Linked DNA regions of Mus musculus: regions 1 and 3 are each linked to region 2. Evidence: chromatin contacts called from public HiChIP or PLAC-seq and promoter capture Hi-C data. All regions are on one chromosome and are shown on one strand. The core of a region is the stretch at or near the end of the contact, and the rest is flanking DNA. Distances in the headings are between cores, read along the strand shown. Region 1 holds the start of Wipf1 (WAS/WASL interacting protein family, member 1). Region 2 holds the start of Map3k20 (mitogen-activated protein kinase kinase kinase 20). Region 3 holds the start of Cir1 (corepressor interacting with RBPJ, 1).

Region 1 (3,797 bases), core at 1,201-3,700, 1.2 Mb after region 2:
CAAGCACATACACAGTGATAAGTAATTGCTAACGGAAGGAGCCAATGAAAGGCCGACTCCCAGCAGCTGGAAGGAATCCCACTCCTTGAACCCCTTGTTCTCCCCTACCTTACCACATTTGCCTTCCAGCTCTGCTGTTCCAAACAAGGTTGTCTACAGTGATGGTAAACATCCAGGACAAGTCCTTCTGAGCTAACTCTACCCAGCGGAGAGCATGACAGCATCTTCCAGTAAAGACCCTCGATGCTCAAAGAGCCATGAGCTTGATTCCAGCTGCAGCCTAATTGGCGTGTGTGGGGCTGGTGGCCTGGCTACGTGGGTTGCTGGAAGGCAGCTCAGTGGGGCCTCCGTACGGAAATCATCAGAAATCTAGTAGACTCCATTGGAGGACAGGCCCCAGGATGGCCAGAGCTCTGGGACCTAGATTCCCAGGTTCTTAGAAATGAACAGGTTGCAGCAAGAAATAAAAATGTCCTGTGTACTTTAGAATAAAAGTATAAAAGGAATAAAAGAATATTTGGCATCACCGTGGAAAGTGCTCAACTTTAAAACTACAGCTATAGTTAGGAACACATTCAGTTATCCAAGACTGTGAGAAAAAACGGAGTATCATGAACATTCATGAAACCTGGCTCATGGCGGCCAAAGCACCTTGGCACGGTCAATTTAAAAGACACAGGCATTCTGCTCTTTGCTACCTACCAACTCTCTGGCAGTTCCTTTTTGCTCTTGTGTCTTGTTGTTACACGGTGCCTGGTGACTGGTTACTTTGTATCAAATTGCTTCTTGCTGTCTCATAACCTGTTATCCTGTTCTAGCCTCACACCCAGCGGTGGAAAGACTGTCAACCGAGTCACACAGTAGGTTTAAGGGCATCCGGCAGTAGCTAAACACACAGAAGAAAATGTGTGAAATGGACAACGGAAGTAAGATGCGAATCCCTCCATCTGCAAATAAGTTCATTCTCCCTTTCTATCCCAGAGTTTGATCATTCCCTGCTTTCAGATCTCTTTGCTTTCCATCACGTAATCTAAAAGCGCTCATGTGATTCCCAAAGAGAAAAGCTACTCAGGGAAGACGGTGATGTCGCTGAGCGGATCCAGAACACTTGGAAAACCCAGTCTGCAGCTTCTCTTCAGCCGGCAACCGGCACTCACAGATATGTGTACGATCTGTACACATATGTGTACACCACCCCATGCCTCTGAGAGGATCAGCCTGGTGAACCGCAACTGGCAGGTAATCAGGGTAGAAGGCAGTGCCCTGAGCACTGTAAGAAGCAGAGAGCCCATAGTTTATGAAAGACTTTCTCTCTTTAAGAAGTCAAAAACATGATCTACAAACTTTTAAGTTATTTATCAATTATTGAAATAAGCATTTTTTGAGGAGGCAAAAAAAAATCTATCAAATGAAAATACAGTATTCAAATTATATGGAAGCTGTTAAAAGAAAACCTACCCAGGCTGCACACGTGTCCGCTGTCCCTGTGGGTCTACCTGCAGGCCCGCTCAGGAACCAGAGAGATGAAGGGCAAGGAAGATCCAAGACAGACTAGCGATTTTCAGAGAAAGAGACCAAATCTGCTCACTGTAGAAACCCTGAGGGGTTAGGAGCCTATAGCCCGGGGATATTCCTTGGAGATTAAGCAAGACCCAGTCAAACCAGGTTCCACACAGACACACCTTTTGTTAATCTGAGTTCAAAGTCTAGCCACAAACCGAGGATCTGGGTCATCCCTATTGGATTTCTCTTGCACTAGTTAAGTTTCACTGTTCTTTCTTTGAAAAGAAAAGCATGCTAAAGTAGCGGGAGATGAAGGCTGAAGGGAAGCGGTCCACGATTTAGGGAGAGGCCCCGGGCGCAAAGCCCTGACCCGAGCTGGCCGCCCTTTCAGGAGCAGACATAGGCACCTAGAGCGCGCCCATACCCGGGATCAGGCTGCCCGGGAGCACTGGAGCCAAGTTCTGGGAGCCCTAAACTCCAAAGTCACCCGCCCTCGGTGGAGATGGAGTTGCAGATGCGGTTCCCGGGCATCCCAGGGAGACCGCGGTTAGATCCATCGGGTCCACGGGCGGTCCTGGGTCGGTGCAGCCCCGCAGCGCTCAGCGGGGATCGCGGCATCTCGAGCCCCGGCAGCCGCCGCCCCTTCCTCCCGCGCGGGCTGGACCGCGGGCCTGAGCGGGGATCGCTCCCCTGGGCGCCGAGGACGCGGCCCCGACAACCCGCCCGTCTGCACCCCAACTCCGTGCACCCCGGACGCGCCCTGCATGGTGGGGCGCGGCTCCCTTACCGTGCAGCGGCTCCGGGCGGCTCCTCGGCCCCGCGGCGCGCGGGGCATTTTTTTCTGGGAAACTTCTCTCTGGGTCCGCAGGGCTGAGCCGGGGCGGGCAGGAAAAGCGCTCCGCGCCGGGAGGCTGCGACCATCCGGGAACTTCGCCGAGATGTGCGCCCTCCCCCTCGGCCCGCGTCCTCCCCCTACGGCCCCCGCCACACGCGGACGCCGAGGCAGCCGCTGGCCCTTCGCCCTTCGCCCTCGCCGCGCCCTGACTTCCGAGGCCGGCGGGACCGGAGCCTGGGCTGGGCTCTCCCCGGGGCGGAGGCCGAGGGGTCCGGACCTGCGTGCGCCCAGGAGCCGGACCTGGAAGGGATACCCAACCCAAGACGCTGTCCCTAGAAACTACCCGGGCCTCCGAGTGGGGTGCTCTCCCCCCAACACAGGGAAAGCCTTTTCCGGTCATCTCCACTCCGCTCCCGAATCAGAGGGCGCCCCCCGCTTTGAGAAACTTAAAAGTTTCCATTCACTGTAAAAACTGGCTTCTAAGATGGAGTGGCCCCACTGAAGCCCAAGGGCCACGCGCGTCCCCAATCCCCGCCCACTGGGAGCGCACAGCTCTTCCCAGGGTAAGGTGCCTATCGGTTGGGATTCTTGGAATCTTTTTTTTTTTTTTTTCCACCGACTTCTGCAAACATAGAAAGATCAAGAGCCGAGCGAGTATAAGGAGAAACCCGAGGCCCTTTCACATGGCTCTTGCCAGTTCTCAAAAACACCACTATCAGGCCTTAAAGGCAAGTTAACACTGGGATGACACATTAGAACATATACATTTGAAAGACAAAGACAGTTATGGTCAGTATAACTACTGGACCGGATAGTAAAGCTACCGAGACGACGTAGCTCTCTGGGTAAAGGCAGGGAAGCTTTGAAAGATGCACCTCAGAATGTGGCATCTAGAATGCCTCGGCTTCAGGCTTTCTGTGCTGAGTTGTCCCTATGTGTGCAGTCTCTGTGACATGCTTCTGGCGGATACGATAATCCTGGAAAGACAGCGACAGGGCCACCTCTCCTAAACTCTTATTAGCGTTTTTTTTTGTTTTTTTTTTTGTTTGTTTGTTTGTTTTTTTTTTTTTTTTGGTAGGAGTCTCTAAATGCACTCTTTCCTTTTTGTTTTGTTTTTGTTATTTTTAGGTCTCACCATGAATTCCAGGATGGTTACAAACTCCCACTGTTAACTGTATTCGTCTAAGGTCTATGCTATATTTGCCTTTTATGTATGTATTTATTTAATGTGTACAAGTGGTTTGCCTGCAAATATATCTATCTGTATCATGTGCTTGCCTGGTGCCACAGAGGCCATAAGAAGGTGTGGGATGCCCTGATAATGGAATTACAGACGGTTGGGAGCTACCACGTAGATGCTGGGAATCTAAGTGTCCTCTGTTAAGAGCAGCAAGTGCTCTTAACCGCTGAACCATTTTCTCCAGTTCTGGCGCATTGAGTTTGGATCTTTTCCTGGGTT
Region 2 (3,852 bases), core at 240-2,739:
TAGAGTTTATTGCTCCTGTTGCCTACTCTCTGAGCCTAATTATAGAAGGAAAATAGAATGAAGGAAGGAGAGATAGTATAAGCTAAAAATATCAGAAGCTGCAGGCTTCCAGTACAAAGCAAGGTATGGATGGCTGGTGACTGGCAAGCTGGAACCAGTGGCTAACACCTGATTTTGGTGAGCAGGAAACTGAGGACTGCCTGTTAAGTGTCCCATGTGACAACTGAGAGGAGCAACAGCAAAGTCAGGCTCTCTGATTCCTCAGCCAGAGTCAGGACACAATCGGATGTCTTTAAAGCTAAGGTGACTGCAGTCTCATGTTCATTTCGCGCTCAAGAGCCCAGCACCCTTTTTTTTTTTTTTTTTTTTGAGTAGATAGACAGCTTTTTTTTTTTTTTAAACAATTGTTTGATCACCTACAAAAGAATTTTTTTTAGCTGGATAGTTTTCATCAACCTTCTCAGTTACCAAAATGCAATTTATTAATCCAAAATCCTCAGTCTTTGTAATCACAGACCAGAAAGTGGTTTCTTTTTTCATTAGTGTATATTTACCCATCCTTTCCCATTCATATATTAAATATATATGAACGGTTTTCAAAATTTCTATTTCTCTTTGGGCTTCTTTTCTGATTTCCGTTTCTTGTTTCATCTCTGCCTGTTTTTCCTCTCCTGACTTCAAAACTCAGCAGGAAGCCAGTTTCCTCTCCACAGATTTCTATTTCTGTCAATGACACCATCGTTCTTCCAGTCACCCAGGTCTCAAATCTTGGCATCACCGCTTTCTTCTTTCCCAACCGAATGGGTCACAAATTTCTGTGGCCTCTTTCTGAAACATGTCTCTCAATTCCAATTTTCTTTTTAAAAACGATCCCAAACTGTACCCTCTAACTCTAGCCTTCACGATTCTATCTGTTACCTGGTAGTGACAATATCTACCACTTATCTTGTTTCCATCCCTAAGCAACTCTCTAAACCACTACTAAAATGGATGGGGAGGAAAGAGAATATGGCTTAACATCTTCAGGCTGGTAAGCCTCCTGCTCCAAATATAAAGCCATGCACTAAAATACGAATATCCATTTTGCACGATTTCAACTTTCCTTAACTCTCCACGTGTGTACACGTGAAATTCTAATTCAGAAACTGTGTTCCCTACTTTTGCAACCTCTCCTCTTTTTCCACTCCATCTACATCCTCCCCGATCAATTTCTTTTCTTCCCAAAGCCAGGTGACACGTTTTGTTCACACTTGTCATGGACTCTGTCTCCTCGATGGGAAATCGCGGGCACTTCATCTTAAAAGTCACCAACCAGAGCAGCAGGCCTTGACTCCTCCTCAAAATCTCCAAAGTACCTGTTGATGGTCCCACTGAGGCACCCGCGACCCTGACATTGCCTTCCCTGCTGTCCCCTTCCCAGCCAAGTGCATTCAGTCTCACGGGGGGTAAGGGGGGGGGGGCAGCAACCGGGCTCTCCGCGACCCCGAGCCCCGGCCTCCCTGCTGGGCACCGAGCCGGGCGTGCCCGGAGGCTGGCCGGCCGGCGGTTCCACGCTCGGAGGTAGGTGGTGCTGTTGCCGCGACGTCTTCCTCATTGGCGCCGCGCGGAGAGGCGGAATGTTCAACTCCTGACTCCGGCGGAAGCGTGGGAGCCGCGCGGGCCGCCGTCCCCGACCCCCGCCGCCGCTCGCGCCCGATCCGGGAGCCAGGTAAGGGCTGTGGGGGACGGGAGAGGCGGGAGGGAGCTCCGCTGGAGGACCGGCGGGACCGGGGCCTGCGGGGCCGGGGCAGCGCGGCTGCGGGAGGCCGGGGCTCGGCGGGCGGCTGTCCTTGGCTCGCCCCCGGTGCCCTGGAGACCCGTGGTCCCCGAGCCCGCAGACCCCGAGACCGCAGCCCCTGAGCCCTCAGTCCCTTGCCGCTGGGCCGAGGACGGCTTGGGCATGTCCGGGCCGGTCCAGCCGGGCACTCGGTGCCCGGAAGAGTCCGGCCTGGCACAGCTCGCGGCGATCCCGGGGAACCTGCGGCGGCTGCCCTTCCCGAGCACCCTCGCCTTCCGTGGGAGCACACGCGGGTGTCGCAGGCGCGGGGATCTACACCAGGGTGGGCACTGGGTGACCCGGGCCGCAGCCACGCCTCGCCCCGCGCGTGACAGATCTCGGGAAAAACTTTAATTCTAAACTGCCCAGATGACATTGGAACTGCCTGAAAAAAAACAACAATGGCACGTCATTGTTGGGTTGCTGAAAATGTATGTTTCTCATGCGCCTGGAGATCCTGCATAAGCACTGTTTATGGAGAACATAATTACTATTTTTGCTAGTTTCGTTAATAATGAAAGCACACCATTTGGTGGCCCGTTCCAGCGATTTCACAATAAGCAGCCTTCATTAATAATGCGTGTGAGAACCGTCTTCCAGAATGGATTGAGGACATCTGAGTTCGGATGGTTGTTAAAGTGAGTTCCTGTTTTACCCCTAAAGTGGTTGTAGCGAATCTTCTGGTCTTCTTGACTGTAGATGAAACCAACTGCCAGCATTTAGTGGATCCAAACCTACCAAAATATTTAACGATAAAAATAAACAAATGATTCAAGACCAGACTTCTTTGTCATCGGCCTGTCTCTACTCTGAAATTTCATTCTTTTTTTATCTTAAAAAAAAGTGACGGCTGCATTTTAATTATGGTTTTGATCATTTGTAGAGTCTTTGTTTTAGATTTCTGCTACAATAGTGAGAGATTTGGGAGATTGTAAATGAACATGAATTTAGCTTGTTTAGAAAGAGAGAATTAAGAGAGAAAAATGGTCTTTGGAGCACTGTTTATTTTAGTCTTTTACAATGTAATTTTGACAAAAATTTTGGGGGATTTTTTTTTAAACTGGAGAATGTGCAAGTCAGAAGTTTAAGTGGGAAACATTTTGTTGTCTTAGAAAGCAAGTAGCTGATTAATCTTTTAAAAGTTTTTGTTTTGTTTTGTTTTAGGGGGGATACATAAGAACACATTAAGAAAAATAATAACCAAATATTAAGCACACAGATTTAGATCTAAAAATGGATGGTCAAAGATCTTGGGAACTGAGGGACCTTCTTGCCAAATAAGGAAACTTGGCAGGCTGCACTGTGTATTTTAAGTTAGGGCAGAGTGAGTGCTATTGGCAATACATTGGCTCAGTGCCTATCTGGGCTCTGCAGTGAAACTGAGTCTGATAGGCCTGCGGAATTATAGGCAGGAGTTACGAAGGGTGTGGAGTGAATCGCTGGATCATCAGAGGAGACACTGGAGAAGTTACAGGGACGTTTTGTAAAAGAGGTCAGATAAAACTCTGAGTGTGTGTGCCCAGCAGAAGCAGACTACACAGTGGGTCTCAGAACTTGACACAGCCAGGGAAGAGTCAGTGTTAAGCTGAGGAAAGGAGTTTGTGGTAACACAGGACTGTCAGAACCAGAAAGCCTCTGTGCCCTGAGGTGTTAGGAAGAGAAGTTTGGATCATTTGCTTTCCATTTTATTCTACCCAGGACAGATGGGACAAGGTGGGGGACTGTTGGATCTAAAGATAATAGCTGAGACACCTTCCGTCTTACTGTGGGGAAGTTTAGGCTACTTCCTTTGTGGCTATTGACCGTGGTCTATACTACACATAAACCAGCATAGTTCCAGCACTAAACAAAAGATTCTTACCTGTGCAGGGAGGAGAGCCATCAACCCCAGAGCCTCACAGCTGGTCAGATAATACAGGGCCTTTGTCTCAGACCCTCCTAGAGACAGCTGAAGCATTGAGTGACAGGAGTTAAATAATCCCAGCACAGTAAGAGACTGAGAACAGGGAGCCATACATTTGATACCTAACCCCATT
Region 3 (4,033 bases), core at 113-2,612, 1.0 Mb after region 2:
AAAAATAAGATGCAGCTCCATTGTCAAAGTGCTCACAATGCTTCTCCTGCATATTATAAACTACTTTATGACCTAGGAGAAGTGGTAGTTGATTGCAGTGGCTTCCACCTGTAATCCCAGCATGCGGGGGTGGGGGTTGGGGGTGGGGGCAGGGGGTTGGAGGCAGAAGGACAAGGAGTTCAGGGCTATCCTCCCTAGACAGCAAGTTTGAAGCCAGCTTAGACTGCAGGAGATCCCACCTCAAATAGAGGCTATGAAACACATAAAGAAATACACTCGTGGGGATTAGGAGTACTACAAAATAAACAGAACAAGACTTTTGGGGTCAAGGAGTAAGGCTGAGATCTGGCAAGCCCTCCCCACTCCCAAGGGACTTAAAAACCTAAGTAACTATATTTGCAGATAACCAGTGTTAGCATTTCTTGCACTTTCTTCCACAGATATCCTAATGTACATGCATGCTAATATATACATTCTTTAGATGTATGGTAATATACAGGACCCACAACTGGTTTGGAAACAAAAGCGAAATATATTCTCATAAGTTTGTGTACTTTTGAGTACTTGAGTACTTTTCTTAACACACAGTGCTAAGCCTTCATTTCGAGTTTCTAGTCATTGGCCATACTATCTCATCTAATCTCCCTAAAATTTTTACAAACTAGGGCAACTGACACTGATAATTCTTGATCAACAGTGTACGAGGCTAATGCTCACATCATTGACTATTTTGTGCGAGGCCTCAGGGCTACATGTAACTGTACTGAACTAAGAATCCAAAGCCCAAGCACTCTCCCGTCGCCATTCTTTGGCGCTGTAATTCTCGCCACGGCCCTTCTGTGTCCAGCAACTGGTTGCCCTGTGATTGTTTAAAACGCTCAACTTGAACGCAGCCATCAGAAACACACTACGGGATGGAGAGTGAGCAGAGGGAGGATTTCTGCCAGAAGATCTCCGTTAAGCAGGAGTCTCGACCCAGAGCAGAGTTCACCGGCTTGGGGCTGTAGGAGACGGATCCTGAACGGACAGTGTTATCAAACCATGCGTGGGTCTCCCCACTGACTGACAGGCGGGACTTGGGGGATCATTCCTGCAAGGGGGAAAGATCGACGACTCCAGCCGTGAGGAGGATACGACCCTCCCAGGGAGCTTAGCAATCTCTGCCCTCTCCGGATGCCTTTACTCACCTTCTTGATGTTGGATTTGGACGCAGGATGGAAGTCCTTCTTACACATGAAATTGGCGAATGACTTCCCCATCTTGGCGTCTGAGTCGGAGAAGCCAACCGCTAGGTCTTCTCGGAACGTAAACAAACTCCCGGAGCTTCACCGGAACTGCTAGGCAAGTTTGGGCGAGAACTTCCGAGGTCGGGAGGATGACTACTTCCGTGGTTTGACGCTTGGCACCGCCCCTCTTGCTCTCTTCCGGCAGTCGCTTCTGGTGGCTGCCGCGGCTTTGGCGGCGTCCGCGCGTGCGCAGCAGAGGTAAGCTTGGGGAACCCCCTGTGCGCGATGCTCGCTCTCTGCGGGGTCGCGAGCGGCGGCGGGCTCTGCTGCGTCAGCTTCGATCCGAGCGCGGTCAGCCCGAACAAGCGAGGTCTCGAGGTTCGAGCCCAGCACTTTCTGGCAACGCCGACTCCAGTTGCAAAAAAATTTTCTTTTGCCGCGCAGTTCCCATGTAGATTAAGTTGTCTCCCGGCAACTGTAGGACGTTTGTGAGCCTCGGAAGATTGGTGTTACCAAAAGCACGGGAATAGACTGTTAGAAGCTCAAGAACCTAGGCTCTTCCTTTCCAATTACTGTTAAGGTTTAATAATAATTATAATAATAATAATAATATTATTATTATTATTATTATCATTATGTATACCTCGCCATGTAGCATTGGTTGCCCTTGAACTAACAGATCCGTCTGCCTTTGCCTTCCCAGGCCTGGGATTAAAGGCCTGCGCCACTACACCCAGCTCCCTTCCGTTATTTCTAGCCATGCAGAAGTTTGCTCAGCAAACATCGTGAATGATGAGAACATGTTAGGGCCAACGACTTTCTCCCTGGGTGCGGGTTTCTTAGCTGTTGCCGCCATCCCAGTTTCGGGTAAGCAAGGCTTAGTCCACTGAGGATAGTCACTTAGTCTGGTGAGGATAAGAATGCCAAGGTACAACGGATGTCAGCTTTCATTTGGGTGTTGGCTGTGTGCCAGTTTTTTGTTTTTTTATCTTGTGTTATTCGTGGCGCGGTCCACGTAACGCTCAATCTTCAATTACAGGCATGCACCACCAAGCTGGGTTTTCACCTTCTAGGTGGTGTTTTAATAATTATTTACTTATTTATTTTAATACTGACGGGCCTGGAAAAAAGGAGAATTAATAGCCTGCCTAAATTATGTGTTGGAGTAGCTAACTTTGGAGCACAGTAAGCAGGAGATCAAGAAATTTAGAGGGGCGACACAAAAGAAAAACTGGTACGTCTTCCCATCTTTGAGATGGAGAAGACCCTTTACTTGTTCCATGGTGAACTTGTTTCTTGAGTCATTTTGAGACATAGGCTAGCTTTAAACTCTAGCTCATCCTGCCGAGTCCTGAGATTGCAGGTGGGCTATCATATCCTGCTTTGCTTTCCTTTCAATAAAACATTTATTGTATTTATATTTTTTATTTTGTTTTAAAATATTTAGGATGCTCCCATATAAAACTATGCTAAGAATTGGTTCTTCCTGTTTGTTTTTTTTCAGGGTTTCTCTGTGTAGCTCTGGGTGTCCTGGAACTCACTCTGTAGGCCAGGGTGGTCTGGAACTCAGAGATCTGCCTCTGCTTCCCAAGTGCTGGGATCAAAGGTGTGCACCACCACCCCCAGCATGATTTGGTTCTTATAAAAGAAGGGAACTGGGTTAGAGAGAGAGAACAATGGTTAAGATAGCTCAGTGCTTTCCCTGAAGACTTGAGTTCCGTTCCTAACACACAAGGTGGCCGTGCACGAAGCCTTACAACCTCTAACTCCAGCTCCAGGGGATTTGAGGCCCACTTCTAGCTTTCTCGGGCATCCCCATTCTTAGTGTAAACACACACACACACACACACACAAATAGTAAAAATAAACCTTTAAAAAGATAAATAATAGAAGTAAACTAAAACTATGTCTGTTCTGGAAGCAAAATAAAAATAGGAGATTTTGAATGGTTCTACAAACTGGAATTTAAGATTTTCCAGATCACAGAATCTGGAAAAGAGAATCCGTACGTCAGTTCTGTAGTCAGGATTTCTAAGTTACAAATGTGAACTTCCTGAAAACATGAAAGGTGGCTTTTTTTTTTTTTTTTTTTTAAGACACTACCCCTGGCTGTCCTGGAACACAGGGCTTGCCTCAAACTCAGAGATTCACCCATCTCTGCCTCCAAAAGTGAGATCTCCAAAGTACTGGGTCTGCTTCAAATTGTCTGTCTTTTCAATATTATAGTCTCTGTGTGCGTTTTTCCTCAAGCCAAAGGAGACCTCCTCTGTAGCAATATTGGGAACATTTGTTTGTTTACATAAATTCCTTTTTGGTTGTTTGGTTTTGGTTTTGTTGTCGTTTATGTTGGGGGGGGGGGGCAGGGTATCTCTCTGTGTAGCCCTGGCTGTTCCTAGCACTCACTCTGTAGACCAGGCTGGCCTCCAACTCAAAGAGATCCACCTCCCTCTGCCTCCCAACTCCTGGGATTAAAGGTGTACACCACCATCACCCGACCTTTACATAATTGTCAATAATGATAGAAAACCTAAGAGGCCCTCCAGTTCTCAAGAATCCCAGTAAGGGGCCTCGTGCACACACAAAGGCCCATGACATGACAGCAGCTGCAGACATAGTGAGAGGAGTAGGGAGGATGCAAGAGGAACCTTGACCATAGACTACAAAAAAAAAAAAAAAAAAAAAAAAGAGCCTTTTACTGCCATGTTATTGTAGTAGTACATGGTTAATTACTAAATCATAGTCTATCTTTTGTAGTTTCTGTTATTGGTTTATCTGTTTAAGACAGGTCTTACTGTATTCACTTGGCT

Evidence for each region. Promoter capture Hi-C pulls out the DNA fragments that hold promoters and counts their contacts. HiChIP or PLAC-seq counts read pairs in DNA pulled down with a chosen protein or histone mark.
Region 1: a contact with region 2 is called in a promoter capture Hi-C map of embryonic stem cells, with 2.9 times the contacts expected there. The contact joins the promoter of Wipf1 here to the promoter of Map3k20 in region 2. A contact is called at or near these places in 3 of 39 promoter capture datasets (embryonic stem cells, hippocampal neurons and pre-B cells), 4 of 115 datasets of contacts at active chromatin or transcription factors (embryonic stem cells, epiblast stem cells and neural tube) and 1 of 9 other capture datasets (liver).
Region 3: an HNF4G HiChIP or PLAC-seq map of pancreatic cancer cells shows a contact between it and region 2. The contact joins the promoter of Cir1 here to the promoter of Map3k20 in region 2. A contact is called at or near these places in 10 of 39 promoter capture datasets (the 3T3-L1 cell line, 3T3-L1-derived adipocytes, the C10 cell line and 6 more), 21 of 115 datasets of contacts at active chromatin or transcription factors (the 230-238 cell line, the SCID.adh cell line, T-cell acute lymphoblastic leukemia and 14 more) and 3 of 9 other capture datasets (embryonic stem cells, liver and macrophages).

Annotation. Positions count from the first base shown.
Region 1 is chr2:73,527,037-73,530,833 of GRCm38.p6, forward strand. Wipf1 (WAS/WASL interacting protein family, member 1) reads right to left here and starts at 2,451. Exons shown (of 8, transcript NM_153138.4): 1 at 2,291-2,451.
Region 2 is chr2:72,284,148-72,287,999 of GRCm38.p6, forward strand. It overlaps Map3k20 (mitogen-activated protein kinase kinase kinase 20), which reads left to right and starts at 1,490. Exons shown (of 20, transcript NM_023057.5): 1 at 1,490-1,708.
Region 3 is chr2:73,311,230-73,315,262 of GRCm38.p6, forward strand. Cir1 (corepressor interacting with RBPJ, 1) reads right to left here and starts at 1,363. Exons shown (of 10, transcript NM_025854.3): 1 at 1,188-1,363. The coding sequence starts at 1,259. It overlaps Scrn3 (secernin 3), which reads left to right and starts at 1,423. Exons shown (of 8, transcript NM_029022.1): 1 at 1,423-1,484.